3 separate regions of the Zea mays genome follow, and all the other regions are linked to region 3. Evidence: chromatin contacts called from public Hi-C data. All regions are on one chromosome and are shown on one strand. The core of a region is the stretch at or near the end of the contact, and the rest is flanking DNA. Distances in the headings are between cores, read along the strand shown.

Evidence for each region. Hi-C and Micro-C count contacts between places; a contact is called where the count stands out from the background.
Region 1: a Hi-C map of ear shows a contact between it and region 3, with 1.8 times the contacts expected there. The contact joins the promoter of LOC100282292 here to the promoter of LOC103652301 in region 3. A contact is called at or near these places in 6 of 25 Hi-C or Micro-C datasets (bundle sheath, ear, leaf and 1 more) and 1 of 3 datasets of contacts at active chromatin or transcription factors (leaf).
Region 2: a Hi-C map of ear shows a contact between it and region 3, with 2.2 times the contacts expected there. The contact joins the promoter of LOC103652296 here to the promoter of LOC103652301 in region 3. A contact is called at or near these places in 2 of 25 Hi-C or Micro-C datasets (ear and leaf).

Annotation. Positions count from the first base shown.
Region 1 is chr3:156,277,211-156,281,723 of Zm-B73-REFERENCE-NAM-5.0, reverse strand. It overlaps LOC100282292 (cullin-1), which reads left to right and starts at 3,152. Exons shown (of 9, transcript NM_001412103.1): 1 at 3,152-3,336.
Region 2 is chr3:156,237,816-156,242,027 of Zm-B73-REFERENCE-NAM-5.0, reverse strand. LOC103652296 (spermatogenesis-associated protein 20) reads left to right here and starts at 1,552. Exons shown (of 15, transcript XM_020550375.2): 1 at 1,552-1,932; 2 at 2,047-2,119; 3 at 2,361-2,382; 4 at 2,505-2,583; 5 at 2,718-2,750; 6 at 2,910-3,058; 7 at 3,133-3,289. The coding sequence starts at 1,672.
Region 3 is chr3:156,728,205-156,732,362 of Zm-B73-REFERENCE-NAM-5.0, reverse strand. It overlaps LOC103652301 (protein FAR1-RELATED SEQUENCE 4), which reads right to left and starts at 2,321. Exons shown (of 8, transcript XM_008677915.2): 1 at 2,058-2,321. The coding sequence starts at 2,321.

The sequences.
Region 1 (4,513 bases), core at 1,903-4,402, 450 kb after region 3:
CCTTCCTCTACCCTGTGCTAATGACTGGGTCACTACTAATCTCTAGCCATGTTTTGCAAAGCAACAGGTCTTCATCAGGTTTGAAGTTCTGTTCCTTAGTCCTTCTAAATGTCCCAGGTGTGTCTGAAGGTTTGGTAGGGTTGTTAACTTCCTGGACACTGTGTTCTGCTTCGGATTTAAAATTGATAGGGTCAGTCTGGTTGGGAACATGGGTAGAAACCTGTGGACATGGAATGGGTGGTACCAACTGGGGTTGACCGAATGATGTTTGTGGTGGAGGACCCCCAGGATTCATCATACCAAAAAATGGGTTCCATGGACTACGAAAGGTATATGCAGATGGGTCATTAGCTCCCTGGGACCAGGTAGGATTGCTCATATGGGATGTTGGACTAGTAAATGTAGAAGGATGTGTTGGGTCTAAACCTTGGCCCTGCCACATCTGAGGATCCCACATGGGTGGGGGGGAATCTGGTTACCTGAATTGGGGCTGGCACCAGTAGGTCGAAAAGGTGTGTTTGTGTTGTTGTCAGCCATTCTGGAATGAAATACAGGAATACATTAATTTGGACAACAGATAACAAACTTGTACTATAAAGTTGAAACTTTAATGCATTGCACATAAGGTTCATAGAAAAGGAACAGAAGGATGAAGCATTGCACATAAGGTTCATACAAAAGGAACATAAGGATTAACCATTCCACATAAGGTGCATACAGAAGGAACTTAAGGATGAACCATTGCACATAAGGTTCATACAAAAGGAACATAAGGATTAACCATTCCACATAAGGTTCATACAAAAGAAACATACGGTTCGAGCATTCCTACATCGGTTACCCATGCTTCACAGACATAACACAGAAGTTCCTATTTTATTTCGATGCATTACTACCACTAAGACCATGGTCTAGGTACCACAATTACAGGTTCCAAATGCTATACCTAGTGGACCTGTCCGAGTCGTACGAGTCATTATCACTGGCCTCATACAATTCTGGTGAGGAAGGGGGGTGAAAGTAAATTGTCTAGGCACTGGCTTCACAGCCTCCGCAAGGTTAATTTGTTCCTCCATCCTCTCCTTCTCTGGGTCAGACCTTGCTTTGCTCTCAAGTGCATCCTGCTCCATCAGGTCTACCTCCTTTCGAATTGCAAGTAGAGCATTCAGAAGGTAATGCTCGTCACCCAAATGATGGAAAGCCTCTTCTAGAAAGCTTCTAATATTGAAAGCACCAGTTTCCACTGAGGATGCAAGATTGAGGACCAAGTGTTGCAGCACTTTGGCATCATGGCTGCTCATCTTGATTCGTATCCTCAAGCAGTAGTTCCTTGGCTAGACAAGGTGCATACATGAAAAAATTAGGGTCAGTGTTGTTACTAATTGGTGAAATTAAAGTGTTCATGGCAGTTAGGAAACAGCTGTGGGTTGCAATATAATAAACTAATGTTGGAATTTAATAAACTAAAGTGTTCATGGCAGTTACCAAACAACTGTTGGTTGCAATTTAATCAACTGCTAAAGTATTTGTACACATTAACCGTGTCTTGGTACATCTGTTGGTTGCATATAATATACTAAAGTTGCACAAAAAACATGAAAGCACAGACAACATACATGGACAGTAGACTTATGCAGTTGATTAAAAACAAAGAACTATAGCGAAAAAGGATTTAGAACCTCAATTAGTTGAAGTGGATGTCAAATAATCAAATAAATTTTGCAAGCTGCATAATAAGTAAAGGTTTTGTCAGTTACATGCAATGGTTAGTCATGTAAGGAAAGACTACTCGAAATTGTAGGTTCACTGAGTCCAATCGATAGACAGAGTTACTTAGTCCTATTGAAAGAAATGGCTATGCAAGAAACAAGGGGTTCTGTTGGGGAATTCAACGGTTATTGGTACTTAGTTGTTCGCATAGGAAGATGAACATTCATTTGTGTACCAGCAACATTGAGCAAACAACATACAAACCACATGACTGTAAATAAATTCACAAGACAATATGGTCGATACACAAATTTCGGCACACGAGGTTGAGGAATATGGAAATGAAACAACAGTCTGAATGTTGTTTCGTATGTACCATACTAAAAGTAGCTTACATGTTGTACATGATTAGGACGGATCAGTTAGCAAGATGTGATTGAGTATAGGTTCAGATCTAAGTATACCATAATAGCAGACTTGGTTGTTCTACATAAACAATAGGCGATTCGGAGAACCGAGTTAACCTTGACCCTAACTGTCAAAGTTGGCGACGAACACATAAATCGTACCAGTCAAACAAGTTAAGTACATCTAAACCCTAGTGGTTATCCAAGGTAGGTTTTTTTGGGAAACGGATTGAATCCGAGGTGTACAACTTGGAGAAGCGACTCACGTACCTTGGACCGTGAAGCTCGAATGACGCAGAACGGCTGAGCGTAGATCTGTCGCCGAATCGATGAACTCCCTTTGACCTGCACCCAGCAGACGACGAACCGGCGGACAGAGACGACCGGCGGCGGCGTCTTCGCACGGATCGGCCGAGTCGCCGGGCCGCGAAGCTGGCCGATGGATCCGCGTGGAGGACGCCCACTGCTGCTCGCTGCCTGGAGCAAGACAAACGAATCGCGGCCGAGGGCGGATCGACGCCTACCTTCTCCGGCGGCGGTTCGGTCGCCCTTGGTTCGCCTGGAGCTCCCTCCTCGGAGTATTCCGAGCGCGCGCGCTTGTGTGCGAAGGAAGCATCTGCGGGGGAGGTTTCCGCCGTAGCGTGCCCATCCATTTAGCGGGAGAGAGAAGGAATCGGGAGGGGAGAGGAGGAGGAGGAGGAGGAGGAGGAAGCCGGTGAAGAGGATAGGGGCGCACCGTAGCCCCTAAAACGGCTACAGTGGTAGGGGAGGGGGAGCCAATGGCGCACCATTGAAGACAGTCTAACAATATCGTATGTCTAACTTTTTCATCCCAAAGAGCTCTTATAATTCATAAAGGTCAGAAACAATCAGATATAAATCGACATCCTTTAATGAAGACGATCAATATAGTTTGATGGAAGTGTCTGCGCTGCTGCCTAAATAAAAGAATAAAAAAGAGGACAAGGCCCCCGGGCCGGGCTGGGCCGCACCAGTACCGAGTCTTTTCCACCTTTTCCGCAGCAGCGAGCGAAAAAAACAACGAAAAAGCGAGAAGCGATAGAGAGAAGAAACGGAAAATCCCTTCAAAACCCCTCCGGTCCCTCACCCCCATCCGCCGCCGCTTTCCTCCCACGGTCCCACCACGCGCGCGGCCGGCGGGCGGCCAACGGCGGGGAGCAGCACCGCGCGATCGTCACCGACGCTTCCACCTACGTGGGTATTAGCCTTCTCGTCTCCTCCGCTCGCGGGGAAACTGTCGGTTTACGGTTGCTCGCATGGCCTCGCTTCCCCCAGCCTCCCCGTTGCTGCGATCGGGAGCGATCGATCGAATCGGAATCCTTCCGTCTAACCATGCCCGTTCTTCCCCGCGCGAAATCAACCTCTGCCTGGGTTTGCGCGTGCGGTTTGTGTTTTGTCCGCGAAGTCTGTGGTTTCAGTTGGGCAGCCCCGTTACGCGCGTCCCTGGCCAAGTCCGCGCCTGCTAAGGTTGTTTACATTGGGGATCACCGTTGTTGCTTAGAGACCGCATTCGCCGGTGCATGAGATGAATGATGTGGCCAGATATCTGTCGCGATGTGCCGATGTATGGTCTGGTGAATGATTGTACTTGTTTTTTTACCGGGCACGCAGGAGAGTTCCACATCATTGTATTAAGAAACATCAAGGAAACGACCATCCCCACAATCATCTACCGCGGTCGAAGGGCGAGGAGATAAGAAGTATCTCTGGCCTCGGCCAAACCCCAAACCTGCAGCTCTTCACCAGCGAGCATTAGGGCTCTAGATAGGTTAGGAGACACACCATCAAACACACCTATTCCAGTAAGTTCATAGAGTCCAGGCGCCCAGAACAATCAACGACTTGAGACCTTTATGAAGTTGTTCTCCTAATGTGTGTACTTGTTTGTTTTCTATAGGAATTTGAGTAGACCGAAACCGAACGAATCTGTCTGTCCAGTGGGACGTGATCATCCAATTGTGAATGCTTGCTTTGTTGTTTGGCTGCCGATAACTTGCTTGCCTTCTCTCTTATTAGGTACAAGGTGTCATTTATAGTTTTACCAATTTTCGGGATGGTATCTGATGCATATGAAGGCTTGGTGCACATGTACACATATAGGATACTGAGCTTTAAAATCAGATCTAACGGTGCATGCTATCAGGGTTTTTTCTATGAAACAAACCAGTCATGGATGAGAGTGGGTTTTTAAAATAGACGTGCACCGTTATATCTGATTTTGAAGACCAAGATTCTACATGTGCACAAACCCTTCGTGTGCACTGGATATCATCCTCTGTTTTTTAGCAGTTCTGTTTTTTTTTCTGTCATCCCTTTTAAGTTAGTACCCTGAGTTTCAGTTATGTATCGTGTTATCGAATGCATCATCTTGTCAT
Region 2 (4,212 bases), core at 303-2,802, 490 kb after region 3:
AACGACTACAATTTGGTTGGTGGCTATAAATACCACTCCAGCCGGCCACTTCAATGTGTGGGAGCCCAAGCAACATTCCAAGTCATATAGTTGGCATATCTAAGTCCTCCCAGCCACATCTATTCATTGATCCATCCTATACGCAAGATTTAGGCCACTACAACCAACACAAGTGCCACAAAAGAGAGATCAAGCAAAAGAGAGCTACTCGTGTGAGTTTAGCACTAGCGCCTTGTGAGATTCATTGAGAGAAAGTGTGTGCTACATCTTGTGATCATTTGTGCGTGGAGTTTTGACTCCCATTGAACTTCCTTCAAAGTTTTGGAGGCTTGTAAAGCTAGCAAGAGACACCTACGAGTGTGGTGATCCTTGCGGGATCTTAAGTGATCCTTGAGAAAAAGAAGATCTCGCCATTCTTGGTGATCGGTGGAGAGAGGGAAAGGGTTGAAAAAGACCCGTCCTTAGTGGACTCCTCAACGGGGACTAGGCCTTCGAGGGCCGAACCTCGGTAAAACAAATCACCCGTGTCTCTTGTGTTTATTGCTCGTGATTTGTTTGTTTTCTCCCTTTCTAAGTTCTCTTGCGTTACTCTTTGTTAATATTATTTTATGTTGCTTCAAGTTAAATTCACATTTAGAGAAGCAACTCCATGCTAGAAAGAACTTGTGTTTCTTCTCTTCTTGTCTAAGACCTCTTGCATTATTCTTCACTAAACATTTCTAGTAGTATTGCTATTGATTAAATTCCGCACTCTTTGAAAACAATACTCGTTGCAAGTAAAGGACTTAGTTTTATACTCTGATAATTGTGAATCTTGTTCTAACCACTAATCAAGGGATCTAGTTTGGATTTAGAATTATAATTTTAGGTTTCGCCTATCCACCCCCTCTAGACGTTCATAAACAAACAGGGCCTAGCTTCTGGCTAAGTCGGCGCGGCGGTCGGGCGATGAACTATGGTCCCATGACACTACCAATCAAAATACATAGTTAGACTTTCTCCAGCAACGTTTTCTAAATTTCATCTTGTAAAGGAATATTATATGTCATTTACACCACTCTCTAAAAGAATATGTGCTCTATATCTTCTCCATCTCCAGAAATGTCTTCTAAATTTCATCATCTATATCAACAGTGTGTCCGATTTCACTTTCTACATTATTTTTTACCGATTGTGGGCACATGAATGAGACACACAACAAATAAGCACAATGTATAGAGGATGACCTCCATTTCTAGCTGACGCACACAGTCCTCCAAATTTTAGAGGACCTTTTAGAGTCTTTTGTTAAAGGAAAAAGGAGGCTGCAACCGCTATATTTTAGAGTTTAGAACCATATAAAATTCGTTGTTGGAGCTATTCTTAATCAGCTATTTCAGCTAGCAATTTGTTAGCTAGTTAGCTAGTATATTTAAATAACAACTAAATATCAAAACAGAAGTAGGACTTTTTTCTGTCCAAGTTTTTACCCTCGGCTGTATGTAGGTGAAAATCTTTTGAAATTCATTTGCTTGTTTTCCCTTATATAAGGGGAGCATAGCAGCCCACAAGGCCTACTGGCCAAGCCCAGAACAAAGTGGCGCACACACACTAGCAGCAGGCGCGCGGGCCTTGCGGACGCCAGCGTGTGCCGAGCGGAGGCAGGCAGGTGTCGCTGGGCGCGCAGCCCACATGTCCCCCGCCGCTTCCGCACCGGTCTTCTCCCACCTCGGCCCCCTCATCCCTCCTCCAACTCCAATGCTCTCCACTCTTCTCCGCCACCGCCTCACCGCCGCCGCCTCCTCCTCGTCGCCGACCCACAGCACGCCTCTCCGTCTGCGCCCCCTCGCCGCAGCCATGTCGTCGTCCGCGTCCGCGCCTCACGGCGGCCGGAAGCCGAACCGCCTCGCCGCCGAGCACAGCCCCTACCTGCTGCAGCACGCGCACAACCCGGTGAGGAGTTTGTGTCTCCTTCCCGAGCCTTCTCCTGTCTATCCGACCGATTTGATCCCGTGGATGGGATAGCAAGTATTGAGCTCTCCCTTCTGTTAATTTCGCTTGGTGCAGGTTGATTGGTACCCTTGGGGGGAAGAGGCTTTCCAGAAGGCGCGCGCCAAGGACGTCCCCATCTTCCTCTCGAGTATGAACTCTCCTGATACCATTGTGTTAGCTCAGTAGTTTTGTTGCAGCCTTGCAGGCATGTAGTGCCACCAATGTGTGACATGGTAAATTGTTTTGCTTAACCATATTATGATGGTCTTGTCAAGAGAGAACTAAGTTAAAATGGTAATCGAATTTTCTGATTCCGTTCTAGTCAACTCAAACGTTCTGTACCTAACGTTCTTATTTTGCTTCATTGCAATCCGGTTGTGTCCCACAAGTTGGCTATAGCACATGCCATTGGTGAGTTTCTGTTATTTCTTTCATCGATATTTTATATTCTTGCCATCTGTGACCTTTACTATGCACCATACGTTCGCACTAACGTAAGCTTCTGTTCATTTGGTCTGGGACTGAATTCGAAGGTGTCATGTGATGGAGGTGGAGTCCTTTGAGAATGAGGAAGTGGCAAAGTTGCTGAATGATTGGTTTGTTAGCATCAAGGTAATTTTGTTGGACCCTTAGAAAGTTATTCCGTTGTGTCTCACTCTTTAGTCTTTACCTGTCTTTGATGTGTCAAAAGCTTTACATATGCAACTTGACCATACCTCTTTCAGTCTGATTATTAATTTTGATAGGTTGACCGTGAAGAGCGCCCTGATGTTGATAAGGTAAGTTTCTTCAAGTGCTCCAATGCATCAGTTCCATTTCTAGCCGACTTACGGCTCCCTTTCCCCTTTTTCCTGTAGTTAGCTCGAAAAGGTTTCTGGGCGTGTTTGTATTGGGTGGCACACTAGGTTCTTTGTTGAATATAGCCTCACATATTTTAGGTTTATATGACATATGTATCGGCACTGCATGGTGGTGGTGGTTGGCCTCTAAGCGTCTTTTTGTCACCTGACTTGAAACCTCTGATGGGTGGTACATACTTTCCACCGGATGATAATTATGGAAGACCAGGGTTCAAGACTGTATTGAGGTATAAGCAGAAGTGCGTAGTTTCAGAAGCTATCCTTCATCCCTACTAAATATTTACTGCATACTTACCTTCAGGAAGGTCAAGGAAGCCTGGGAAACTAAACGTGAAGCGCTTGAGCGGACGGGAAATCTTGTTATCGAACAATTAAGGGACGCATTATCTGCTAAGGCTAGCTCTCAAGATGTGCCAAATGACCTAGCAGTTGTCTCTGTTGATCAATGTGTCGAAAAGGTTTGACAAGTACTCTATTGTACATTTTTGTTGGGGGTACTGTAATAAGATATTCTTCTGAACTAAGTACTACTGTACTAGTATTATTTCAGAAAATAATAATGCCTTTCAAGAGAAACAGAGTCTATGCCTCTTCTTCCTGCCCCCCCCCCCCCCTAAAAAATTTTAAAAAGAACATGCGAATTTACTGATCTCAGGAGCTAAAATGTATCTTTTTCAGTGTTGGTGGGTCCTGATTCAAGGCACCAGATAAAGTTAGCTTACCTCCTAGTTATTCAGACTTAACTAGATTCTTAGTTTATTCTTAAGCTCATGCTTTTCTTAACTAGGTACCGAACATGCTTAAATAAGAGGGGCTTGCACCGAGCAGTCATATTATTATGTATGCTACTCTGTTCTATGTTACGGATGCATTTGTGGGCAAGACTTATTAGCAGCATTGTTTGAAGAAGTTTTTAGTTTTCCCATTAAGTTTGTTTGTTTGTTATGATTTGGTTAGCTAAGGCTCTATGTAAACTATTCCAACTGATGTGATCATTAAGCAGATATAGATCACAAAGGCTCAGAGTCTCCTAGGCAGGGCAAATTAGATCTAATCTGTCTCTGTTATCCTTCCAGCCATCTAATAAAGCATCAGTTAGCCCAACCATATCATCTAGCTTCCCAGAGTTGCTTCTGCAGAGGTTCTATGACTACGCGGACATGTACTGAAGTACACACTTGTTCTTACATGAAAATATTTTGGAGAAATTTATAATCTGGTGCACAAGTACAAACTAAAAGGGTGTGTGTGTACTTGGGGGTTTCTACCCCTTTCTCTCTTCTTTAATACAAAGATATACGGTTCTCCTGCGCATTCGAGAAAAAAACTGGCATGCACTGTGCAGATGTCTTTTATGGGTGATTAGGCTTGAACAACATGC
Region 3 (4,158 bases), core at 1,072-3,571:
TTCTTCTTGTGCTCATCCCCTTGTCAGTAAAATCTCGATCGAAAAAAGTCCAACTTCCTAAGGACCCCTTTGGGTATGAAGAAGAAGGACATCATGTACATAGGAAGGCTACTAAGCACCAAATTGATTAAAACAAGACGTCCTCCAATTGAGAGGTGTTTTCCCTTCCACCCACTATGTCTTTTTTCAAAACACTCTTCGGTCCTTTTCCTATCATTGTTTCATAATTTCCTATGATGAATAGGGATGCCAAGGAAGAAATTCATTAGAAAATTACTAGCTTTGCATCCAAAAAGCTCAGTGTAGAACTCTAGATGCTCATGGGCTTCACCAAAACAGAATACCTCACTTGGAAATTGATCTTAAGCCCCGATGCTTGCTCAAATGCAAATAAAAGAAGCTTTAAGTTACGAGCTTTATGCCTTTATCCAAGTCATGATCCATAAAAAGTATTGTGTCATCTGCCTATTGAAGGATCGATAGCCCCTCATCTACTAGGTGAGGGACTATTCCTTCAACTTGACCATCCAATTTGGCTCTACATGTAAGGATCTTTAGCATGTATGCTATAATATTAAACAAGAGGGGAAACAAAGGATCTCCTTGACGTAGGCATTTTCGAGTTTGAAAATAGTGCCTGACATCATCGTTTAAATTTACAGCAACGCTCCCCCTGATATGAAGGACTTAACCCAAGCAATCCACTTGGGCGAGAAGCCTTTCATACGAAGAGTCTAGAAAAGAAATGGCCATTTTACATTGTTATAAGCCTTCTCAAAATCTAGCTTCAGAATTACCCTGTTTTGATTTTTTTTTTTTTGGTGAAGCTCATTGATAGTTCCGCGGAGAATTATGGGAGGAATAGGAGAGGACATCCACCGGTGTTGAACAAGGAGAGAGCTAGAGAGGAGAGAATCTGCCGGAACAGGGTGGGAAAATAGCCGCCGAAATAGTACCACCAACAGGAGCAACCTTATTTAGCTAAAACCCTAAGACATTACGCTAATGGGCCTTATTATCAGGCTGGTAGTACCAGTCGTGCAACCCACAACTAAAACACCCCACATCTTAAACAGTCGTGCAGCCCAGGGAAACTAAACGTCTCCACTCAAACTGGACGACTAATCAGAGGATCGGACAATTAGTCGAACTGATCGGATCGGACTCTGGTTGCGCAGAACCGACTAGCCAGACTAGTCGAACGACTTAACGTTATTGTGGGGGCACACACAGATAGATATTTATATATAGGAACTAGCAGTATATAGAGAATATAAATTATCATAGAGGAAGGTACAAACAAAAGCATTGACGTACAAAATGTAGAGGATAAAGAGATGGTCTAGAGGGGGAAAAGATTACGTCATTTCAAAGAAAGACGACAGAGAGAGCTAGCTAGCTAGTATTCGGCTATGGTCATGTGGTAAATGATTGGTGCCTGCCTGCCTGCCTCCTCCATTCATAAATGAGCGCGTCCTGAATCTTCGCCGCTTGATCGACGGCACGTCAACACTGCACCTAATCTCGGCGCTCATTATTGGCTAGCAGTAGCAAGAAATGTTCTAACGAGGGAGGCAGCAGCTTGATCTATATGATCTAACGAGAGTATTGTAGTGATAGAGCAGGTGACCGACCAGGTGGCGGAAACAGAACCGAGCGTGAAAATCCAAATATGTCGAGGCGCAAGAGTACATGGGAGAAAGCTGAAGCAAGCCCAACAAGTCAAAAGCCCATGGGATATGATGATTAAGACCTTGACGGGAATCAGATATGATGATTAAGGATTTGCTTAGTTGTAAGTAGATTTAAAAAGAATAAATCATATTCTATTTAATTTTAACTAGAAAAGAATTTAATCTCCTCTAGTTTACTTCCTTTTGTCTAGAAATACACCTGGAATTATTCCAACTGACCAAAACTTATAAATGAGACAAGCAATCTGTTCCAAACAGCGATTCCATAAGAACAGAACGAGCCCTAAAACTTTACTCGGTTGCATAAAGATCTAAATTTTTTTAAGATAATTAATTTTTTTTCTATTTAATTTTAACTAGCACAAGCTTTAATCTCGGAGATGCAGCCGCGGTAGAAAGCGTGCACGCTGCCGGCAGCACCACGCGCGGCCGCGGGATCAAACAGACGCTGCACTCGGTCTCGTCGTCACCACCCGTCGCACCACCGTCGTCGCCGACCTCCTTGCACATACACACCGTCACGAGCACCTGGGCCGCGTCGTAGCGCACGTGCCGCTTCACCTCCAGCAAGATATCAACGGCGGCGTGGCGGGCCCGCAGCCACGGGCGTGCGAGGAAGGACGCCATGTCCTCGGGCAGGATGGACTCCCACTAAGCGTCGGATCGGATATGCATGGATGGTAGCAGCTCGATCTATCTAAAGAAGAAAACGAACCTAGCAAGCTGAGAGCTTCAAGGTCCGTCAGAGAAACACAATGAAACCTATGTTCATTGCTCTCAACCGGTTAACGCAGCTAGTGAGCAGAGCAGAGCAGAGCAGGCATATGCAAATGGATGAAGCAATTCATGAGTCTCGTCTCTTACGCACTAGCCATTGAGTGACAAATAATTTGTCGAGTGTTTTCTTTCAAGCACTCTTTACAGAGTATCAAAAAAAATCATCGGTAAATAAATACTCAGCAAAAAGTTTCTTTGCCAAATGTTTTTTAACACTTGATAAAAAAGCTATTTGTCGAATGTTTTTTTTTCACACTAGCAAAAAGCTTCTTTGCCAAGTGTTTTTCTCAACACTAGGCAAAGACAATTTAAAAATTACATTTTAAAGCAGTAAATAAATTCAAATGAAAAAATGTAACTAGAAATTTGTATAACTCATCAAGATGTACAATTTATATTTTGATCATTTCTTCATATGACAAAATAAAAATAAATTTGTTTATAAAACCTATCTCCCTCGTAGTTTATGAAACTACAAGAGAGATGTACGAGATTTATAAATAATGTTATAACCATAATGTGAGATAAATAAATGACCAAACAACCAATAAGTCCAGATCTCGATACTATACAATATATATATATATATATATAGATCTCGATACTATACAATATATATATATATATATATATATATATATATATATATATATATATATATATATATATATATATATATATATATATATATATATATATATATATATATATATATATATATAACCCAAAGGATAAAGATTAATGTTCTTGGATCCAGTGGCCTGCACTTTCAATCACATGGCGTCGTCGTCAAAATTGGCCAAATAAAACTGATCCAGCGCGGGATCGTCGTCGTCGAAATTGGCTAAATACTGCTGCAGCGCGTCGTCGTCGAAATTGGCAAAATAATGCGCATCCATGTCGCCGTCGAAATACTGCTGCAGCTCGGGATCCAGATATTTGGCCACGTCGTCTCGGCACAGCGGGCACGTCGACTTCCGGCCGAACCACTCGGAGATGCAGTGGCGGTGGAAGGCGTGCGCGCAGGCCGACAGCTCCACGGCCTCGCTCTCGCGCAGCGCGACCAAGCAGATGCTGCACTCAGCCTCGGCGTCACCTCCCACCGCACCGCTGCCGCCGTCGATGTCGCTGGACTCCTTACACGTCGTCATGAGTATCTGGGCGGCGTCGTGGCACACGTGCATCTCCACCGCCAGCAATATCTCGGCGGCGGCGTGGCGGGCCCGCAGAACCGGGTCCACAAGCAAGGACACCTTTTCCTGGGGCAAGATGGACTCCCACTCGCGGTCCGTGAGGCCCAGACGCTGCAGCGGCAGGGTCGACTTCAGCAAGCCGCGGAGCACGTCGCGGACGCCATCCTCATCGTCCGGAAGCGCAAGGCAGCTTGTGTCGGCGTCCCTGCGGCGGTACATGAACACCCGGTTGGGCCGCCCATTGCCTATGTTGACGATCAGAGTCACGTAGCACCTAAGGTGCAACGCGAACCCGCGCTCGCCGCTCGTCGTCGTCTGCCGCGGAAAGAACTCTATGCCTGTCGCGTACGCCTGGATGCTGCGTTCTGCTGTCAGGGACGAGCCGATCCCGGTCGTTCCTAGCGCCTCCATTCGTCTACCACCAGGCAGCAGCGAGCTACTTGCAACAAGGAAGTTCCGAGTTGATCGTACGTTGAAGGAGAGTTGCGGTAGCT